Regions from separate parts of the Mus musculus genome. Here region 1 is linked to region 2. The links are chromatin contacts, called in public HiChIP or PLAC-seq maps. All regions are on one chromosome and are shown on one strand. The core of a region is the stretch at or near the end of the contact, and the rest is flanking DNA. Distances in the headings are between cores, read along the strand shown.

Region 1 (4,298 bases), core at 1,677-4,176, 400 kb after region 2:
GTTTCCATAGAAGAGAAGCTTACTCTAAAACACTGGAGCATGTCTTTTTGTTTTTCTCTATTTTTGTTATGGAGATATTTGTGCTACATCTTGCTACCCAGCTGAGGAGCAGGGCCATAGGTTTGGTGTGTAGATGTCTTTGGGTCCACTGAAAATCCAGAACTTCATTGTGTATTGGAAATGGGATCAAAGCTTTAGTTCCCTCCACTCCCAAGTCCACATCTATGCATCTTGCACACACACACACACACACACACACATACACACACACACACACACACACACACAGAGAGAGAGAGAGAGACAGAGAGACAGAGAGACAGAGAGACAGAGAGACAGAGAGACAGAGACACACAGAGATAGACTGAACATATATACAGAGGAAACACAAGGAGGATTATTTCCCTGCAAGTCTAATGTCTTACATAAGCAGGATGCTTCAGCCTGGTGCAAGCCAATTAAAGCAAAATGGCAGCCTTATGGCCACTGGCACACCCAGCCCCTTGTTCACAGCTCTTCTAGCTATTCACAACTCGTCTTTCATTTAGCTTCTCCCTAGGTTCAGATCGTATGGTTTATCACTCAGCACACCATTTATTAAGCACCTACAGCGTACAAAGTACTCAGTGGAGAAGGATTTACATTAGTGTTGAGACTTGCCAAGACACCTGCAGTCAATTATGAACAGCAGACAAGAACATCTAAGTCTAGAAGGCCAGGTGACATGCTAGAGTTGTGTATGGACAATGTTACAGCATGGCATAAATAGTTAAGTCTGCAGGACTTTTTGCATATGGCTTACTAAGTTCAACACTTGCACGGGAGATGCTCATTAGTCAGCTCCTTAGTGCATAAAATTGAGAGTGGGGTGTACCCAAGGATTGCTTTGTAATCAGCAGGGGAGGGGCACTCACTCCGAGAAGTGAGGAGATCTCATTAGACTCAAAAGAATAAAAGGTAGATCTTAGATCTGGGAAAAACAAGAAAAAAAACTGGGACATTGATGACAAACACCTAAAGGAGGCCCTTGTTTGTTCAGAAGCTTTTCATGAGCTCTCACTCCCTAAATCTCTCCCCACTCTCCCTCTAATTGCAGGCACATAAAGCCATCTTATCCTGGAGCAGCTTTCGGCATTTAGCAGCAATAAGGGTAGGAGGCATCAGTTGGGATGCTGAAGGAAGACTTTATATAAAAGGGGATATCAGAAGCCAGCCCAGTGGGTCAGCTATTTTTGTTTTCAGATGAGGTCTCAAATGTAGCCCAGACTGGCCTCTAACTTGATAATCTCCTCCTGCCTCAGCCTCTGGAGTAGTTTAGATTAGTGGTACATACCTCCACACCCAGGTCCCAGCTGATTATTGATGAAGAGGACAGCACAATGGGAACAGGACAGACAGAACATCACAGACTCCACAAGATGTGTGTGATTAATGTATGAGGCAGGGACAAAGCATCCCAGGCCCGAAGAGCAGAGGCAATTCTACCTCGCCTTGCATGCCACACTGCTTTTCCAGACTTGAGCACATCGACCTTGGAGAGTCACCAAAGGTTTCTGAGCAGGAATGATGACTTGATCCCATCGCCTATCCAATTATCAATGCCCCCCCCCCAATAAAACAGACATCCTGAACAGGTAATGCTCAGGAAATATTTCTGTTTCAATTAACAACTTCCCAGAGGCAAAGGGAGAAAGGGTGTTTTTGTTTTGTTTTGTTTTGTTTTGTTTGTTTGTTTGTTTGTTTTTTTTGGTTTTTTCGAGACAGGGTTTCTCTGTATAGCCCTGGCTGTCCTGGAACTCACTTTGTAGACCAGGCTGGCCTCGAACTCAGAAATCAGCCTGCCCCTGCCTCCCAAGTGCTGGGATTATAGGCATGTGGAGTGTGTTTCATTTTTCTTTTTTTTAAAATTAGGTATTTTCTTCATTTAAATTTCCAATGCTATCCCTAAACTCCCCCATACCCCCCACACTCCCCTACCCACCCACTCCCACTTCTTGGCCCTGGCATTTCCCCTGTACTGAGGCTGGGGCCTAACAAACACAGAAGTGGAGGCTCACAGTCAGCTATTGGATGGATCACAGGGCCCCCAATGGAGGAGCTAGAGAAAGTATCCAAGGAGCTAAAAGGATCTGCAAGCCTATAGGTGGAACAACATTATGAACTAACCAGTACCCCCAGAGCTCGTGTCTCTAGCTGCATATGTATCAGAAGATGGCCTAGTCGGCCATCAGTGGAAAGAGAGGCCCATTGGTCTTGCGGAGTGTGTTTCTTAATCCAAGGAAAGAAGTGTCAAGTGAGGTAACAGCTTGGGAACAAAACTTCCAGGCATGCCTAAGAATACTAAGATCATAATTTTTCTCTTCTGTTTTCTCCTCCTCTCCTTCCCTTCACATCTTCCCTACCCCCATTGATGCTCTTCTCTAATTTAGGTCTTGCTGTGTAACATATTCTGACCTGGTATTCCATATACCAGTTCAGGCTGGCTTTGAACTCACAGAAGTTCTCCTACCTTGGCTTCCTGAGTGCTAGAGTCACAGGAATGTGATGTCAGATTTAGCTCAACTGAGGCAGTATTTCCTAAGGCCCACTGCTGAGATACAAAGAGCGGAGCAGACAATTTCCTTTCCATTTCCCCCTTAGACACCCAGATACTCAGCCACCTTGCTGTATAGTCTGCACCAGGCATCACTCAAATTAGAAACAACTGTATTTTCCTTTATCTACTGCCTACATATTTCCCCCATCAAGCCTTCCTTCTCTGCCCCTGGACCACAACTCAACAGATGAAAAGTTTCCAGTTCCTGTCAGCCACACAAATAAGCTTGTTTTTAATAATGAAAGTCCACTCTCTGACCCAGGCTAGTTTCCATCAAAAAAAAAAAAATCAGCCTCACGCATGTCAGTGCTCAGCTTCCTGTACTTCAACAAACCAAGCTCTGCCCCTTCCGCTTAGCCCTGGAAGGCACGGAGAGTGGGCAACTTTGTTTTCACGGCCCCTTGTGTATCATCCATGCCTCTTCTGGAGTTAGAGTTAAAATAGAAGGACAACACAAAATAGACATTCATACTACCTAGCTAACATTCATAGAACCGTGTCAGTGCCATGGGAAGACACACACACACACCACACAGAAAAAAAAAAGCCAAACCTTTCTTTCCCATATCGAGGGCCTCTATCAAGCCACTGGATCTCTAATCTTCTCTTCATATAGGTGGGAGGTGCTTGTTGCACTTATGTGTAAGGTTTTGGTCAACTCTTAAATGTGCCCAGCACATGTTCAGCCAAACTTCAGAGGAATTTATGATCTAATAGCTACTGGCTTTGGCTCTTCAGCAGAAGTGCCAGTGTATATCTGATGCATATTCAAGTTGTCACTCCATGATTGTGACAAAGCCATTCCCTCCCACTCGCTCATGAAACCACAACAAATAAAAGGAAATGGTGGTAGAAATGTTGCACAGGAAATCTTCAATCTACTATAATTTTAATACATTGCTATAATTTTTAATATATTTTAGTCAACCTGATATCCTAATAACTAATAACTGATAGCCAATAACTAATGCTCTGATGCATAAGTGTAGCCTTTCCTTTGCTTAGGGAATTATGATCTGCCAAATAACTCAACAGAGAAAAGTCCAATTATTTGGCTACATAAGCTCTACAATGCCATGCTAAGTATGACTCTATCTCACAGCATGTGGGCAGGTAAGAAATCCTATCTAAGTATACTTGATGTCCCCATTCAAACCCTGACTGAGGCAGGAAATGCTAAGGTTAATGGGAAAGCCTATATAAGCAGCACATATTATGGGCTAGAAACGGCAGTTTTATGTGTACAACCTCACAGCACATTTTTGCAGTATTTCCAAACACAGTCCTTGGGTTATGAGTACCTTTGGTCTCTGTGACCTAATATGTGCTGATCAGTCTTAGGGATATTGCTCCAAATTCACCAATGTTTGGGCACGAATACCCACATTCAGTCAATATTCTGTTGCAGTCAGGGCTTTAGTACACACAGCAAGTTGTTAAAAGCTACCAAGTACAGAGAGCATTGGCCTCTGTCTCTGAAAGAAAAAGGGGCCAGGTGTGGTGGTGAATGCCTTTAATCCCAGCACTCTCGAGGCAGAAGCAAGCGGATTTCTGAGTTCAAGGCAAGTCTGGTGTACAAAGTGAGTTCCAGGACAGCCAGGGCTATACAAAGAAACCCTGTCTCGAAAAACAGAAAGAAAGAAAGAAAGAAAGAAAGAAAGAAAGAAAGAAAGAAAGAAAGAAAGAAAGAAAGAAAGAAAGA
Region 2 (3,937 bases), core at 563-3,062:
ATTTCCTTGCCAGTGAATTTGAACTGAACTGTGTGCTTTGTGGTTTCTCAAAACAGTTCTTTTAACTAGTGTCTGAAAGTGTTGGTTCTAATTTTTGTTCAAGATTGCATAAATGAGTCCCTGCAGCCAAGCCTTTTGTGACCTTGCCCACCACTGGAACCTCAGTGGGCAGATGCTGAAAGGCGATTCTGTGCACAAACATGAGTCAGACGTTCTTACTTTCTCTGAACTGCTTCCTGATTTCCTCCAGAGTCGCATTTAATGGCTGCTTGTTTTTCCAAAGGTAATATAAATAGAATCAACATATTTTATATAATACAAAATGAAGAACATTTTTCCCTTTTTATTTTCTTACTTATTTGAGAATTCCATTCAATGTATTTTAATCACATTCCCCACCCCCCAACTTTTCTCAGATCCTCCATCAAACCCTTACCTGCCCAACATTGTGTCTTCTTCTTTTTTTAAAACCTTGGATTCCAATTTGTGCTGTTCTTATATTCTTGAATGTGTAGCCTTCTACCAGAGCATTCTTAAAGAAAATCCACCACCACCACCACCACCACCACCACCACCACCACCACCACCACCCCCACTCCTGGCAGCATTCAATTGCCAATAGCTCCTCATGCAGTTGTGGGACTTGGTGCCCATCTCTCCTTTCCATGCTAGACTTTCGTATGGCTTTAGCTGGCATAGGTCTCTTGCATCCCATCAGCCACTGTAAGTTCATACATGCAGCTGCCCTGCTGTGTTCAGGAAAGGATTGAACCTTGTAGTTATCTCTGCCTCTTTCAGCCCTTGAGCTTTGAGAGAAGGGGTTGGCATATGCACATCCCATTTAGGGGTGAGAAATATGCAGTTTCTTATTCTCTGCACCTTGACCAGTTGTGAGCCTGTGTGTTAATAACCACCTACTGCAAATAGAAGCTTCTCTGATAAGGGTTTATATGCACATTAATATAGGCTTATGAAGATAAGTCACTAGGAGTCAGTTTAATAGTATGTTCGTTTAGCAGAATAGTACCAAGTTCTCCCCTAGAGACTATGACCTGTCTAGGAATGGGTTTCACCTTGTAGAGCAGGCTTAAATCAAATCAGAGAGTGATTGGTTACACCCATTATGTTCATGCCACTGTTGCCCCAGTGAGCATGTATTGTTAGATCAGTCAGTGCTGTGGCTCCCAGAGTTCATAGCTGGATAAGACAGATGACTCCTTTCTCCTCCAGTAGGACGCATGCACAGGACCTTCTAACACTATGAAAGCTAGTCCATGTGGATGAAGCTTGAGTTCTCTGAGCTCTGTGATTCAGAGATTCAGAGGCTGTCTTCAGAAATAGGGTCGAACTATCAAATCAGTAGCATTGGCAATAGTCTGTAATGTTTAGAGGTCTATAGGACTCATAGACCAAACAGGCCAAAAGAGGTTATCCCACTCCTGACCCTTTCCTGTCTGCCCTCCTTTACCCTGCCTGATCCCCAACCTGGCTTTAACACTTCCTGTTCCATTATACCCCTTTAATCTTTATATCACTGGGTTTTACCCCACTCTCTTGAAAGCCCTTTACTAATTGCCTAACCTCTATGGGTATTCCCAATAGAGCACACATACCTGAAAATTCAAATCTAACACCAGCAAATGATAGATATATGTGACATTTACCTTTCTGAGTTAATGTTGTCTTGCTCACTATAAAATTTCCTTCAAATAATTTTGTTTTTATCCCTTTGGTTTTGACCTAGAGTAGACACTTAGTGAGTTGTTTTCAGTTTCATCCACTTACCCACAAGTTTCCTTTTTCTGAGCAGCTGAGTAATATAGTCCATTGTGTAAACAGATCATGTTTTCCTTACCCATTCTTCAGTTGATGGGCATCTAGACTGTTTCCATATTCAGCTATTGTGGATAGAGCAACCATGAATTGACTGGTTGGATTATTAAGAGTAAGAAATGTCTCCTTAACCTGTTTTCAATGTTCCAGTAATAAGGGGGTGGGGGGAATATGGCAACAAATGACCTCTAAGGGCATAGAATGTACTAAGCACATATGTCTTGTCAAACCATTCAGTGGAAACAGTTGTATTCGTCCTTTGAATGAGTTTCTCTGACTTATTCATCCCCTTCATGTCTGCTTTATTTCTTCTACTTCTAATACTTATAGGAAAACTTTATATTTACTGAATTGTATTATATGCTTAGTTGGGAAAGCAGCTTAATGTATAGAATATTGCTTTATACTTAGAACAACCCGAAAAACATCTTGGTGCAATCTAAATGTGAAAGCTGAATCTTCAAGATGTGAAGTCGTTGGCCAATACCACTGGTGGGGAGCAGACCGAATACTGAAGTAATGGATGTTGTTGATATGTATATAGTCATGCCAAGGACCCCAATGCCGCAGACCCATGGAAATGACAACGCCTTACTCTAGTCCATGTGGGGATGTTGAGAGAATCAGCCACAGGCTCCTTATTCCAAATGTTGAGCCCCTAAGACTGCTTCCCTATAAGACATCCCAGCTGAGATAAGCTAGCCCTTCCTTCATACGCTGTGCATAATAAACAGTTTCCCAGTTGCAAGTGTAGAAGGCATTCTTTATTAGAGAGAAGGCAGGCTACCAAACCACAGCTTCTCTGTATGTGTACCTGACATTCCTGCATCCTCACTCTGTCCTCATTAAGTTCTCCAATCCAAGCTATGCTGGACCTGGCAAACACTCATTTTCTAACCATGTTCAGAAACAGATAATAAAAAACTGGGCGAGGCCCAGACCTGAGGTCCTCTGGGCTCCTGATAGGCATGGAGCAAGCGTTCTTTTACCATTCTATATTTTACTCACCATCGGCATCAGATGCTAGCTGATTTTGATTATATTTATTTATGCCTAACTTTGTGAAGGTAACAGTCCACTTACTATCAATCTTTCTTTTACTAATAAGCTCTATATAAAGCTATGAAATTTCCTCCAAATAATTTTGGCTTTATCCTATTGGTTTTGACAGAGAGTATATGCTTTATGATATTTATTTCTAAGAAAGTTATTATAACTTTAATATTATTGAATATTATAATTTTTCTAATATGATCTCATCTTCAACCTCAGCCTCATTAAGAAAAGTCTACTTCAAGCCGGGCGTGGTGGCGCACGCCTTTAATCCCAGCACTTGGGAGGCAGAGGCAGGTGGATTTCTGAGTTCCAGGCCAGCCTGGTCTACAAAGTGAGTTCCAGGACTGCCAAGGCTATACAGAGAAACCCTGTCTTGAAAAACAAAAACAAAACAACAACAACAGCAACAACAACAACAAAAGTCTACTTCAAAATATCTAATGGGCACTTTTAGTTGCCTATATCATTTGTTAATTTCTGAGCCTATGACACTTTGATAAAAATGATATGATAATTTTATAGCAATTAAATGATAGGCATTGTTTCCTTTCTTTGGAGGGGAAATTTTACTGAACTATTAGATGGTAAAATACATTGTTAACTTAATCTGTGTAAGTAATTTTTTAACTCACCAGTGTTGCTTCTTTTAAGAAAAAAGAAAAGGTAATTAAAGGCCTCAAAAGTCCTACATGATAATTGTTCTCTGAAACAAAAAATTATTTCATAGAACCATGTTGATTCAGAAAAGCCAGAGAAGAAGAAACAGAAAAAAAAAATGATTCCCTTAACATTAAATTCCCTTAACATTAGCAAGAAACATTGATTAAAAATAAGAAATAAAGAAAGGAAACAAAAGAAATGTGTTGTCCCCACCCAAGAATCAAGAACAAGGCAGGGGTCTCATCTGAGGGCTACCCAAGGTTAAGGCCAAGCTGCAGCAAATGTGAATTGACCTTGGTCAAAGCTTGCTTCTTGAAGTTCACTGCAAGGACCGGACTATCTCCTGACAATATAAAAATGTAGAGTTTAGGGCCTTACTCCAAAATTA

The links. HiChIP or PLAC-seq counts read pairs in DNA pulled down with a chosen protein or histone mark.
Region 1: a contact with region 2 is called in a BATF HiChIP or PLAC-seq map of CD8 T cells, with 5 read pairs. The contact joins two enhancer-like sites. A contact is called at or near these places in 1 of 15 datasets of contacts at CTCF or cohesin (the NIH/3T3 cell line), 2 of 115 datasets of contacts at active chromatin or transcription factors (CD8 T cells and embryonic stem cells) and 1 of 9 other capture datasets (embryonic stem cells).

Annotation. Positions count from the first base shown.
Region 1 is chr9:95,351,300-95,355,597 of GRCm38.p6, forward strand. No RefSeq gene overlaps it. Among named protein-coding and RNA genes, the nearest start is that of Gm32018, 43 kb to the left of the region's middle. Within about 2 kb of position 2,927, at least 22 of the 459 cell types and tissues checked have an H3K27ac peak or open chromatin away from gene starts, as enhancers often do. A contact at or near this core is called in CD8 T cells, where this site is marked.
Region 2 is chr9:94,950,734-94,954,670 of GRCm38.p6, forward strand. The region is part of intron 8 of Slc9a9 (solute carrier family 9 (sodium/hydrogen exchanger), member 9); the gene reads left to right. Among named protein-coding and RNA genes, the nearest start is that of Mir7656, 200 kb to the left of the region's middle. Within about 2 kb of position 1,813, at least 8 of the 459 cell types and tissues checked have an H3K27ac peak or open chromatin away from gene starts, as enhancers often do. A contact at or near this core is called in CD8 T cells, where this site is marked.